Linked DNA regions of Capsicum annuum: region 2 is linked to region 1. A link is a contact called in public Hi-C data. All regions are on one chromosome and are shown on one strand. Each heading gives the region's core, a stretch centred on a gene start, on an enhancer-like site or on the middle of the called end of the contact. The rest is flanking DNA. Distances are from core to core; before and after follow the strand shown. Region 1 has its middle 73 kb from the start of LOC107867827. Region 2 has its middle 130 kb from the start of LOC107867827.

Region 1 (7,042 bases), core at 2,971-5,470:
TGGGCCTCATTTGAAGGGAGAGCTCCCAACAGAGTGTTTGTCCATACTCTGACATAAAGGATGGAAGACATTTAATGAAAAGCGTACATCGTAATTTTTATTTATGATTTATGAATTTAGATATTAAAGCGTGATGTGATAAAACACTAATTTATTTTTTTATTTTTGTGTAAGTTGTAATAGTTTATCATTTTTTTTATAAAATGTAATAAATTATTATTTATTACGTTTAGCCTACTTTGATAAATTATTAAATAGGTGGCCTATTTTAATTATTTTATTTATAACTTGGTTTATTTTGATTGTGAGTTCTGTTTACGTACTATTGGTAAAAATCCTTACATCATCTCTATATCATCTAAATGATGAAACTACTGATTTTCCACTAACTTTTGATTTATGATGGCCTTTTTGAAACTCGAAATCAAAATAAGCCAAGAAATTAAAAAAGTGATCAAAATAGGCCACCTATTTAAAAAGATACCAAAATAGGCTAAACGTAATAAATTATTACGTTTTTCACTTTTTTCTTAATGATCAACTAATGGAGTTGACTTTTTATAAAACGTAAGAATTTGTTACGTTTTATATATTTATTTGTAAAACGTAATAATTTTTTACGTTTTATGAAAAAAATTTATAATACATAAAAAATTCTTATGTTTTACACAATTTTCAAAATAAAGATGACAGTGTTTTGTTACATCAAGATTAAAAAACTTTTGTGCCAAAAACTTAACAATTACTTACGTATTTAACTTTTTGAAAATTTGACTTTTAAGTCATGAACCGTGCCCCTCCCAACCCCCAACCCCAACTTTCTTTTTCTCTATTCTATTTCCTCTTTCTTTGTTTATTGTTTTTTCACACACTTTTATCCAAATAATTTATTTTTTTTCTCTGTAATAAATTTTTACGTTTTACATAAAAACTTAAAAATGATAAAAAAGAGAAGTATCAATTATCTCATGAACTTAACACTTTCTTTATATTTATTCTATATCAAAAAATAACCGCTTCTATCCTTAAGTATTCGATTTCTCTCTAAAAAAAATTATACTTTTAAGTTTTTCTCTACTCCAAAATAATAAAATGTTGAATTTTTATCGATCAAATATGATATTATCTAAAAGAATTATATTTTTCTGTGTATTAAAAATATGAATTAATTTTTCCGTTTAGTGTTTCGTTGAGTTTTCGATTAGTGTTTCGATTAAGGTATGGAGGAGACTCACATGCACAAATATATTTCTTATTAGAATTAATGAAGTAAAAAATTAAATTTAATTTAGGGGTGTACAAAAATCATACCGATAAAAATGTTACTGATTTATCGTTATTTTTTTAAATTATTGATTTATCGTTATTAATGATAAATTAATAACATTTTTATGGGTACGATTTTTGTACACCCCTAAATTAAATTAAATTTTTTACTCCATTAATTCTAATAAGAAACGTATTTATGCATGTGAGTCTCCTTCATATCTTAATCGAAACACTAATCGAAAACTACAATGAAACACTAAACGGAAAAATTATTTCATATTTTTAACAGAAAAAAAAATATAATTCTTTTAGATAATATCATATTTGATTGACGAAAATTTAATATTTCACTGTTTTGGAGTAGAAGAAAACTCAAAAGTGTAATATTTTTAGAGAGAAATCGGATCCTTAAGGATAAAAGCGGTTATTTTTGTATATAGAATAAATATAAAGAAAGTGCTAAGTTCATGAGTTAATTGCTACTTTTTTTTTTTTAAAAGTTTTTATGTAAAACGTAAAAATTTATTATCGAGAGAAAAAATAAATTATTTGGATAAAAGTGTGTGAAAAAACAATAAACAAAGAAAGAGTAAAGAGAATAGAGAAAAAGAAAGTTGGGGTTGGGGGTTGGAAGGAGCACGGGTCATGACTTAAGAGTCAAATTTTCAAAAAATTAAATACGTAAGTAATTGTTACGTTTTTGGCACAAAAGTTTTTTAATTCTGATGTGACAAAACACTGTCACGCTTTATTTTGAAAATTGTGTAAATGTAAGAATTTGTTACGTATTACAAATTCTTTTCATAAAACGTAAAAATTATTACGTTTTACAAATAAATATGTAAAACGTAACAAATTTTTACGTTTTATAAAAAGTCAACTCCGTTAGTTGATCGTTAAGAAAAAGGTGAAAAACGTAATAATTTATTACGTTTAGCTTATTTTGGTAATTTTTAAAATAGGTGGTCTATTTTGATCAATTTTTTAATTTCTTGACTTATTTTGGTTCCAAGTTCGCCTTTTTGACTCAAAGGATTGTAAACCTGAAGTTCAATTAGTAATGATTATTCATGCTTACATTCAAAGCATGTCAATCTATTCTCTCAAGTGAGTCGTACATACTCTTTAGGTGGAGTAATTTTCTAATGATTGTAAATTATCCATTTTGATTTGGTTCCATCACTAATTAACTAAGTAGCCAATACCAATTATTTGAGTTGCTTTGATGACTGGAACTAAAGTTTTTTATTGTATATGCACTCCATAGAAAACTTCCACAAATTCATTTATATAATTAAGTATTATGTGTGATGGTCAAGCCCCTCTCAAAATACACGAGCCAGTAGGAAGATTATATTGAATTAGGCTGAAGTGGATATTTGACTCATTTGATGCTGGAAAGTTTTCTGAAACCCCATTTTCTTCTTCTTTCATATATAATAATAACAATAATATGCTCAATTAATGCCAAATTAGAATTATTTTAAAATGTCAGTACTAAGTGTTAGTAATAATTTTTTAAATTAAAAATTAAAAAAAAAGAGACATAATTTTGTGGCTATCAGTTTCTTGAGTCTTGGGTGGGGTTTCCATCACAAAATTATACCTAATGATCTTAATTAAAAATAGGTATTGGTCTTAAATTTTTGATATCCATAGGCAAAACTTTAATGTCAAAAATCAAAACTTAAAATTATCCCTATAGGCAAAACTTTAATGTCAAAATTAAAGTCAAATATGTGCATGGAGCAGCGAGGTCAAAAGAGCACGACCACTGTAACGGGACGTCGTTGTAAATTGGTTGTTTCCGATAATATGAACAAGTTGTGAGCTGTGTTGGTCTACGAATATTTGTTTCGTGAGAGATTGTTGTGGCTGGTCCAGGCTATAGGTATCAAAGGTTGGTCCATTCATCTCACAATCTTCAAGCAATTCCGACCCCTACCAAAAGAACAGAAATTAGTTATGATTTTCTTTTTAGTTAAACAACAGAATTCTTTGCTAATTTTATTTAATTTGATGACAGATTAGCTAGTAGTAAACTCAAAAAGTTATGTCAGTTGTCATATATTGGTGGAGCTAAAATTTTTACGAAAGAGTTCAAAATAAGAAGAAATAAACGCAAGAAGAGGCCAAAGGGGTTCACCATTTACTATATATATATACCTAAAAAATAATTATAAACATGCATAAACAATTTCCAAAGTAAGTTTGAATGGACCTCCTCGGCTCACCTGGTGCCGCCCCTGGTTATGAGCAATTTAATGACGAAGTTGGTAGCTAGTTTTTTCTTCTTTTTTTTTTGGTTATGGTCTTGGGTCAGACCTAATTAAGCTGAATGATCCCAAAGTGGTGCGACGATACGCTACGCGTTCGGCTAGCTTTATTGATGTGTCAGTTAATAGTATCCCTCTCGACGTTTCTATTTTTGCAATGCAGTCGTAGTTTTTGATTGTTTGCAAGAACCCCTTTTGCCTGCATTTTGGACAATGGAGTACAAGCTGAATCATCTAATTGCTGCCCCATTTAACTCTTAATGCGTGACTGGTCGTTTCAAAACCAAATACTAACATGGCTTTGTCAACCTAAATCTCATGAACTCCTGTCAAATGATAATTGACTCATGATCATGATGTTGTATTAAATTTAAGTCACAACATATGAACGCTCTATTTTACTTGACCTCATCTGGAAATCTATGTTCTTCAATTGATTTGCCATGTAGCTAGGATGCATGTGCATGTTTAATTTTACTTTATACAAGTTTAGATATCTCATCTGCACACCCAAAATTGAAGAATATAAATATCAAATGAAGCCAAGTTAAAGAACATGTTTCATATATTATGCCTAAATAATTTAATATGCAGGTTATGATTGCTAGATGTGGATGATCTTGGAGGGCGGCCTGTGCACGCAACTCATCTTCCGAGAAGTCACTGTATTTTGTCTAAAATGATTGTGCTAATCATTAATGATACTTCTATCCTACTACGTATATACTACTTCCTCTATACATGACGATTATGTTAATGCCCTCAAATAAGGTTCAAGTAGAAGAATTACTTTTTGTCGTAGTTGGTTTATACTACAAAATTACAAATTAAATCTGTCTTCTTTAGCGAAAAATTGATATATAAAGTTAATTCATTAAATGGCCATTTTTCAATCTCGATAATTAAGAAATAATCATTATCATGAACTTTATATATATGCATCCAAAATGATCAGCATCGATCAACAATAATAACTACATAGGCAACAACTCCAACAAATTAGAGTTTACTAAAAAAATTCTTACCGATCATATTACTCTTGGCTATATAAACTCTCATTAATATATTTTTACTGCGGAGTGTGACAACTAAAATGCTCGAGTTAGCAAAAAGAAGAAAAGAAAAAAGACAATGATGAGGCAATTGAAAGGTACAAATCATAGAGACTTCCATCCACACATTTTGACTATTCCTCCAATATGGGTTTGGTTTTTGTTTGTTATGGACATATTGATTTCACCATCATGCTATACCAGAATTTCTTCGCCACGAGGGGACTCCGGAAAGATACCAATCCCAATTAGCATAAACTTTTAACTTGAGTGGAGTAGACAATTCTCGACTGCAATGACGACAAAAGACATGGCCTAAAACACATGCTTCATTCCAACAAAATCATCTCAAAATAGAAGAAAAATGCTTACAAATTAACAAGATGAAAGTAAATCAGAGAAAGAGAAAGTATGATACTTAAAATTATAATTACAATAAATAGTAATATTTTTATAAAATTACAGTTAAGATTATAATTATAATAAATAATAATATTTTTATAAAATTACAATTTATAAAAAGAGTAATACTATTTTACTCATTAATTAAGCAAGTGCATGATTTACTCTCACTATTTTATATTTTCCTCTTTTCGCTCCATTATTTCACCTCCCACAAATGTAGTCATATCTTTTATCCTTTTTTTTCATCTTATTTTTTTTATCATTTTATTTTTTTATTTTATTTCATTTTTATTTTTTTATTTTCACTTTATTTTCTCTTCTATTCCTCTTTTTTTTTTATATATTTGAAGATAATTATCTCCATGATAATTTCAACATAAAACATCCTTACTATCTTTTACTCTCTTATATCTCTATCTTTTTTTTCTTGTTAGTTTTATTGTCGTCTTATCTTTTATCATTTTATTTTTTATTTTGATTTCTTTTTCTTTTTCATTTTTTTCTTTCTACTTTATTTTCTCTCTTCTATTTCTTTTTTTTTTCTTTTTCGTTTTTCTTTCCTTTCTCATATCTTTTTTTATTCTAACGTTTTCTTCCTTTTTTTTTACACTCCTATTTCTCTTTCTTCCTTTTTTTTCTTTTTCACTGCTCTTTTTTTGTTTTTTTGTTTTTTTTCTTTTTGTTTTTTTTTTTGTTTTTTTACTCTATCTCTAACTTTTATTTTGAAAAGACAAATATGTATATCACATACATATATTCAAAAAAACATACAAAATACATTGTCATACAGATCTGAATATGTATTTACAGTACAAAATATACATATGTATTTACGAAATGCATATCATATTCATATTAAACAGTAACAAACATAACTATACTATATATCTTCATACGTATTTGCGAAATACAAAGTTGACTCATATAAAATAAGAATATACATATGAATCAGGTATGTATTCTGTAAATATATATGTAGAGCTATATGTATTTTATACGGTGTTAAATTTGTTTTTGAACTGTACATACTATGTCATTTTAGAGGGTAACATATGTACTTATTTGTTTTCTTTTACTGCTTAAGACATGTATAATGTATTTTTTTATTACCTATATGTATATGTATAAATTGTCATTTTTGTTATAGAGATTTTGTGTCCTATATGCTTATATATACATGTGAGTCTGATATGTATTTCTGTAAATACATATGCAGATATATATATATATATATATATATATATATATATATATATATATATGTTTTTTACCGTAAATACATATGCAGATCTGTATATCTATTTATTTTTTATATTTTTTGAATATGTATATATGATATAGATATTTATATTTTAAAAACAAAAGATAGAGATAGAAGAGTAAAAAAAAATAGAAAAAAATAGAAAAAAAAAGCGAAAAATAAAAATTCAAAAAAAAAGTGAAAAAGGAAATAAAAAGAAAGAGAAATAGAAACTAGAAATAGAAGTGTAAAAACAAAAGCGAAAAAAAATTTAAGAAAAAAAAAGAAGAAGAAAACAAAAAAATATGAGAAAAGGAAAAAAAAAGAAAAAAAAAGAAAAAAAATAAATGAAAAAGGAAAAAAAAAAGACAAGTAGAAGAGAGAAAATAAAGTGGAAAGAAAAAAAAATTAAAATAAAAAAAGATAAAAAAAAAAAACTAACAAGAAAAAATAGTTAGAGATATAAGAGAATAATATTTTGAAATTTTGAAGATCACGAAAATAATAATCTTCATATTTGAGTTTGATTTGGAAAAAAATCTACTAATTTAAATAAGTGTAATTTATAAAATTTTAATTAGATGAGATAATTATTCCTTATTTAACTCAATTAATTTGAGTAACATAAGGACAGTAAATCTTGTTATATATATATATTTATATAGCAATAGTTTATTTAAATACAAAATATAATTTACTATCTTTATAATTATAAAACTATTATTATAAAAGTTATAAGACCCTATTTCTGAAATTTTTTCAATAAAAGGTCTTATTGTATTGACATATCAACTGTAACA
Region 2 (7,042 bases), core at 2,073-4,572, 54 kb after region 1:
ATAGAGATACCTAGTTTACCTCTCGATTTTAGAAGATTCATAAGGGTATTGGTACCCAAGTTTATCTTTGTACAACCGTTCATCTGCAGATAGATGATCAGGTAGAGAGGACCATTCAGACTTTAGAAGACATGTTGAGAGCATTCGCTATTGATTTCAAGGGTAGTTGGAATGATCATTTTCCTTTAATTGAGTTTGCTTATAATAATAGATACCACTCCAATATTAGATTGCCCTATTTAAAGTACTTTATAGTAGGAGGTGTAGATCTTCTATTGGTTGGTTTGAGGTTGGTGAGGCTACATTTATAGGGACAGATTCAATACATGAGGCTATGAAAAAAGTTCAGCTGATTAAAGAGAGGATAAAAATCGCTCAGAGTCATTACAAATCCTATGTAGATGTGAGGAGAAGGGAACTTGATTTTTCAATAGGTGATTATGTCGACTTGAAAGTTTTGTACATAAAAAGGGTAAAAAGATGTGGTAATAAGGGAAAGATCAATTCCCGCTATGTTGGTCCTTTAAGATTTTGAGTCGCTATGGTAATGTAGCCTATGAGTTGGAATTGCCTGCAAATTTAGAATCAGTGCATCCAATTTTCCATGTTTCCTTGCTAAATAGATGCATTGTGATCCAACATTAGGTGTTCCTTTAGAGAGTGTGGGTGTGAAAGATAGTCTCTCTTACGAGGAGGTCCCAATTAAGATCCTTGATTGTCAGGTTCATAAGCTGAGAAATAAGAAGGTCAGTTCGGTAAAGATTTAAGGAGAAATCAGTCAGTTGAGGGAGCTACTTGGGAAATAGAGGTAGATATGATGATTAAGTACCCCTCATATTTTCCCTTCAAGCTCATTCCCATCTTGAGGTAATAGTTTTCCCTTAACTAATTCATTTTATCTCAGGCCACTCAGCGATTCTCATGTCATAACATGAATTTATGAGTTTGCTTCGGTCCATCTATCAGTTAAAAATTCAATTATCAAGTCATTATTCTGCTCATAGGAGTTCAGTGTGGGAGTTACAGCTTTTCCCCTAACTCTTCAGCTTAGTTAGTTTTCATTCGGGAACGAATGACCACAAGGAAAGATATTGCAACACCCCAAAAATCCAAGTCAATATTAGAATCATGCTTCAAGTTCATGCAAATTAAAACCTCATGTTTTAATAGTTTGATAAGTGATTTATATATATACTAAGGCCTCAAATTACATCTAGCTTATAAACAAGTAAAAATATCCTTTACTGATTAAATTCTTTTGAAGAATATTGTTATAGTCAACTTCAAACGAGCATAATATTTAAATTTGTAAGAGTTTTTTAGCTCAAAACCTACCAAAGGATAGATAATTGAATTAAATTTTCAATTCCACCAATTTTACTTTAATCCGATATTGGAGTAAAAAGTTATGCTTGATTTACCAAAAGGGTGTCAGTTTGCCAGCGCAAGATTGGTCTGGGGGACGGATCATCGCACCAGTTACGACCGATTGCGCCAAACCGTCATCCTTAAGCAAAAAGACCAAAATTTGGTCATTTTGGGACTGTTGGTTATGGGAACGACGGTCCGTCGACCAAACCGTCAGCCGGGAAAGTTCTGCACTATTATAACATTTTTAAAGGGATTGTCACACGTCTTTTTTAACCACAAAAATTGATTTTAAAGTTTGGAAGAATTTTTATTAGTAAAATGATAAAATAAAGATTTGTTTCGAAAAAGGATTCATGTTGTTTTAATAAAATTTAAAGTCGCCACTTGGCATAATCCGGTGTGTCAAGTCACCTTTAAAAGTCCTTTTCAAAGCGGTTTGACTCTTTAAAACTGATTTGCCGACAAAGATTCCGATTAAGGAATTCTGTTGACCGAGGGGAAGATGTTAGGCATCTCTCGATCCCGTGGCTCGACCATGGGCGCTTGGTAGAGTATATCGGCCAATTAGATACCAAGAGTGCATAAACCACATAGAACACACAACAATCAAACAAACAAACACAAGCAAAACAAATCCCAAACAAATATAATGTCCAGTCTAATTATATAGTCCCTAAAAATAAAAAATGCATAAACCAACTCTGTTCTAAACTAATCCTAAACTACTCTTAAACTAAACTCAACCGACGTTCCAGGCCTTGACCGTGCGCCGTCTTCAAGTACATGATACTTTGGGGCATTCTTCGGTGAATAAAGACAATTCCTTTGGGCATTCCCCGACAAATAAATACAGTTTCAATTTTCGTGCGATAAACTAGAAAACATTCAACACATTCAACATTCTTAAATTTTGCCTATCCGAACCTATATTTGCCTATTCGTTTCAACATATCATAATTCTATTATGTTCCAAATATATTCATGCTTATTCCAAATTAAACAAAATCATAATAAACCAAAATTGATCAATATTCACCCATTTTTATCAATTTCTCAATTCCACCCCAAAAAGTCGATTTCAGTTCTCAATCAATGAGTAACTAATCCTTAGATCATCGATTAAATTTTCATAATCCAAATTCAACATCAACCAATATTCATGATTCAAACATCACAAAATCAAACAACGCAAAATCCACGCATTATCAATTCACCACACAAAATATCAAAATTTAAAATTATTCAAGAAAATGGGATGGAAAATGGACCTCAATTCAGAATTTTCGAAGAATATTACTTTATGAAATAAAGAAATCTGCTTCCGATAGCCTCGAACCGAACCTTAACCACGACCACACTCGACTCAGTGTAGAGAAATTCATCCCGAACAGACTTGATAACCAATGGGAAATCTCGAAATGAACGAATCCAGCCCAGTATTCAAAATAACCAACAACAAAGTCTCGTTGAAATGGACCGATTTCAGGCTGAACTGACTGGTCACCGAGACAGTGTTCTCTGGCTTCTCTCAATCACTTTTTTCTCTCTCTCCCTCATTACTCTCTCTGTTACTCTCTCACTCTCTGTATGCCTGTATGATGATGATGATGTGGGTCTATATAGTGATCGAAGGGAGTTTTTTCTGTGTGTACTAATGGTGAGCTCGCCTCCTTAGCTCGTGAATCTGTGTTGAGAAAAGATCAAAAATGGAGTGGTGCGTGTTTTTCCACTGATGTTTTTGTTGTGAGTGCCTAAAATTGGAAAAAGTGGAGTCATGCCTCCCCCTTGTTCTCTTTGTATCTCCAGCTAAATGAGAATTATGAGAAATCCCCTCAAAATCCGTGTGTGATCCGCTCTGAGTGTGTATTCTTTTCAATAAAATAGAGATCCTCTCGAATGGAAATTGCGAGGAATCTCCCCTCCCCTCCGCTCCTTTCTGTGTGTCGGTTAAAATGAATAAAAAATATGACGGGGGCTGTCTAGGGGTGACATGGGTTAGGGGGTGGGGTAGTGGTTAGGATGAGATAAAATTAATTATAGGGATTGTTATTTTGTTGAAAATTTGGTTATTTTTTTATCCTTTTGTGAAGAGATTATCATATGGGGTAGGATACATGGTAAGACGAATGTAAAAATGGATAAATTGAATTTTTGGGAGTGAGAATTTTAAGTGTCTACAGGGATTTTTTATTTTTTTTCTCACCCTTTTAACATCAAAACAACATCGATTAAGCTGTCCTAAGGCTAGAATATAAGTCTAAACACCCCGACTTCTCCACCAACTCAAATTCAATCGACGTATAGAGAGAAAAAAAGAAAGATATGATTTTCTTCTTCCAAGGCAAAATTTAGGTTTCTTCAATTTCAAACTTGAAATCCAAAGATTTCATTAAGGTTTTCAACATCAGGTACATGAGATTTCATCAATGGTTTTCCTTTATTCCATTGGGTCTCAAAGTTAACTCAATTTCTCAAGTTATAATTCACCCTTCAAGCTTAGGGTTTTCATGTAAAGTGTGAATTCTTTTAGTTTTCAGTTTCTTGCTCTGACAAAATCATGAATAGATGTTTTTCCATAAATTTAAGCATATTTTCATATCTATGATTATGAAATTTCATTATATTGAGACATTTTGATTTTTAGGCTTGAGTTGTAAAATTTCTTATTACGTTCAGATTGTAGTATTGTCGTGATCAATTTCATTCTTCAGAGATGGTGGGTCATGAACACCCGATGACCTAGGATTTCATGCATACACTTACGATTGTTAGATTGTCTAGCTTACATGTTATTGAATACTTTCAGACTATGCATTTATTTTCAATTTCCAAAATATTATTATTATTGAGCACTTTCAGTTATCAATGTCATTTAGTTGGGATTAGTACTTAGCACCGAGTGAATGCATTGATGAAGGATCACCCGTCAGTTAGGTTGAGAACTTTAATAGAAATCCCTAAGTTCCAGATCTACGGTGCCACCATAGGTTTTAAAGGGTCACCTGACAGACCTTGCTTGATACTTTAGTCCTTCAGACATCAAATTGCTGGATGAACATCAGTCAGTGTTCATATCCTTGGTAAGGTACTGAACATTCATTCAACTGGGGTTATAAATTGGACTCCGATTATCTCAAATTGGGGTACGTCGGTTAATAATAGCTCCCACAATTCACGTTTCATTAGCTACTTGCATAACTTTGTATTTAGTTGTTCAGCTTATCATATAATACATGTTTATTACTTAGTCTTGCATCAGTTTATCATGTCATTTGAATTATGTTAAACTTATATCAGTTATTTCCCATCTGACATTCTCAGTACATTTAAAGTACTGATCACATACTTTCGTTTGCACTATATTGTCTTATAATATAGGCTCTGACGTTTAGCATTCAGATCGCACTTAGTAAGATTACGCACTATATCTGCAATAATGTTTGATGAATCCTCATCATCCGAGGGTCATTTATCAACATTTCTTTTTGTATTATTCTAGTTTTAGACAGTTGTAGTTAGTTGGGGGCTTGTCCCAACAGCTCATATAATTTAGAGGCTTTTAAACATACAGTTACATTTTAGCCTGTTGATTTTGTCAGACAATCTCAGTTTCAATATCTAGTATTAATTTTGCTTTTATTGTGATCATGCCATTTCAATTTAGCTTCTGCTTAGTATCTTATTGTTTACTTCAGTATTCTTAGTGTCTTGCTAGGCCATGGATTGGCTTGGGGTCACTTGTGACTCTAAGTAGCGTGTTGCAACTAGGGAGCAGTTTCGGATCATGACATAATTATACATGCGTCATTATAAACAAAAATCACAAAAAAAAAATCAGTTAACAATTATCTGTCAAGAATACATGATAATTATTATTTTAAACTTCTAAAACATACTAAAATCACAAAAGAAAATTGCTCAATTAGCAAGTGTCTATCAAAAATACATGATAGTTTATTTTTGTATATATAAATGGATATATCAAAATTTTAGAAAGCATACGTCAAATCACAAGTAAATTTGTCTCTTAAATCATTAGATACTATCAATTATTTTTTTTTAAATAAAACTTCTTTGCAAACAATTGCCGATCAAGAATACATGATAGTCTATTATTGTAAACTTCAATAATATAATAAAACTTTAAAAAATTTACCTCAAATCACAAACAAATCCATCTCCTTAATCATCTATTAAGATTGTAATCATCAAGAATATACTAATATTAAAAAATTTACCCCAAATCACAAGTAAATTTGTCTCTTCAATCATAAGATATATCAAGATTTCACAAAACACTTCTCAATTAATAATTGTCTAGCAAAATATATGATAATTTATTTATTATAATTTCAAGAATATATTAAAATTTTAAAAAACTTACCTTAAATCACAAGTAAAACTTATCTCAAATCACAAGAAAAATTGTCTCTTCAATCAAAGAAAAGAAAAAATAAACTATACCCAAAAAAGAATATCACGTGTTATAAAACTATATGAATGTAGCTTAAAGAATTCACCTAGTGAAAATAATCAATTATATGGAGAACAAGCAAAAAAAAATATTAATAAAGTTTTAAACCTTTTTTAATATAAATACTAACACTAATAAGTTTCCTACTTATTCTATTATTATTATTTTTTCCTTTTAAACCTATGTTAATTGTGCCTATTCTTTAATACGAATGTTAAACTATTAGTAAAGATTTCTACTACTAAAATCATTACTTGTATAATGGGCGAAAAGTAAATTCCTACTCCTAAAATTAATATCATTATTAAAGTGAGTTTAGTTATAATGAGATACAATTTTGGTATAAGGTAAAATTATAATGCGTTATAATTATCTTTTACAATATATTTTAGCATTTTTAATTTAAGAAAAAGTCTTACCATGTATGTTAAACTCTTGACCCCATATATTTTAGAAGACAATATTATAAATCATATATTTTAAACACTTGATCCAATAGATTTTAGGATACAATATTATAGATATAATCAAATAATAATTTTAGAAAATTGTAAAAAAATAATTTTGTCTAAAAAAAAACTTTTAATAAAGATTAAAAAGTTCAAACACTTTTTTAAGAGTTTTCACATCTTTAATATACTATATTATAGATATAGATTATAGATTATAGATTATTATTCTAATATTCATGAAGATACTAATAGTTGTATTTAAAGAAAGATTTTAGATGATTAAGAAATTACTCTCTCCACTCACTTTTACATGTGACATTCACTTCACGAGTCAATTCAATTAACTACTATTTGAAGCTAAATTAAATTTGATTAATTTAATTTTTTGTTTTAAATTTTAGATATCGAAAATTATACAACAAATACTATAAGTTGCAATACATCTCATATTAATATACTACTTCGTTATCGATCACCTAACAGTGAAAATATATCTTAAAATATTGATCAAAGTTCATGCATTTGATTCAAAAAGCGAAATATGACAAGTAAAATTCAACGGAGAATCACAAAAAAGTTGCACCATTTTAATTGTGAGAGAAGTGCTGAAAACACCCTATACATAACGTGAATTATTACCTTAATCCTCAAACTATACCCAGTATTAGAAAACATCTCTAAACTTGACTAAATAAATTTTAAAACACAGCTAAGATGCCAATGACATAGCAAATGGTCTCAAACT

The links. A called contact is a pair of places that touch in the nucleus more often than the background predicts.
Region 2: a contact with region 1 is called in a Hi-C map of placenta, with 4 times the contacts expected there. The contact joins two enhancer-like sites. A contact is called at or near these places in 3 of 5 Hi-C or Micro-C datasets (bud, leaf and placenta).

What each region holds. Positions count from the first base shown.
Region 1 is chr4:92,234,686-92,241,727 of UCD10Xv1.1, forward strand. No RefSeq gene overlaps it. Among protein-coding and RNA genes, the nearest start is that of LOC107867827, 73 kb to the left of the region's middle. Within about 2 kb of position 4,221, at least 5 of the 5 cell types and tissues checked have an H3K27ac peak or open chromatin away from gene starts, as enhancers often do. A contact at or near this core is called in bud and leaf, where this site is marked.
Region 2 is chr4:92,289,684-92,296,725 of UCD10Xv1.1, forward strand. No RefSeq gene overlaps it. Among protein-coding and RNA genes, the nearest start is that of LOC107867827, 130 kb to the left of the region's middle. Within about 2 kb of position 3,323, at least 5 of the 5 cell types and tissues checked have an H3K27ac peak or open chromatin away from gene starts, as enhancers often do. A contact at or near this core is called in bud and leaf, where this site is marked.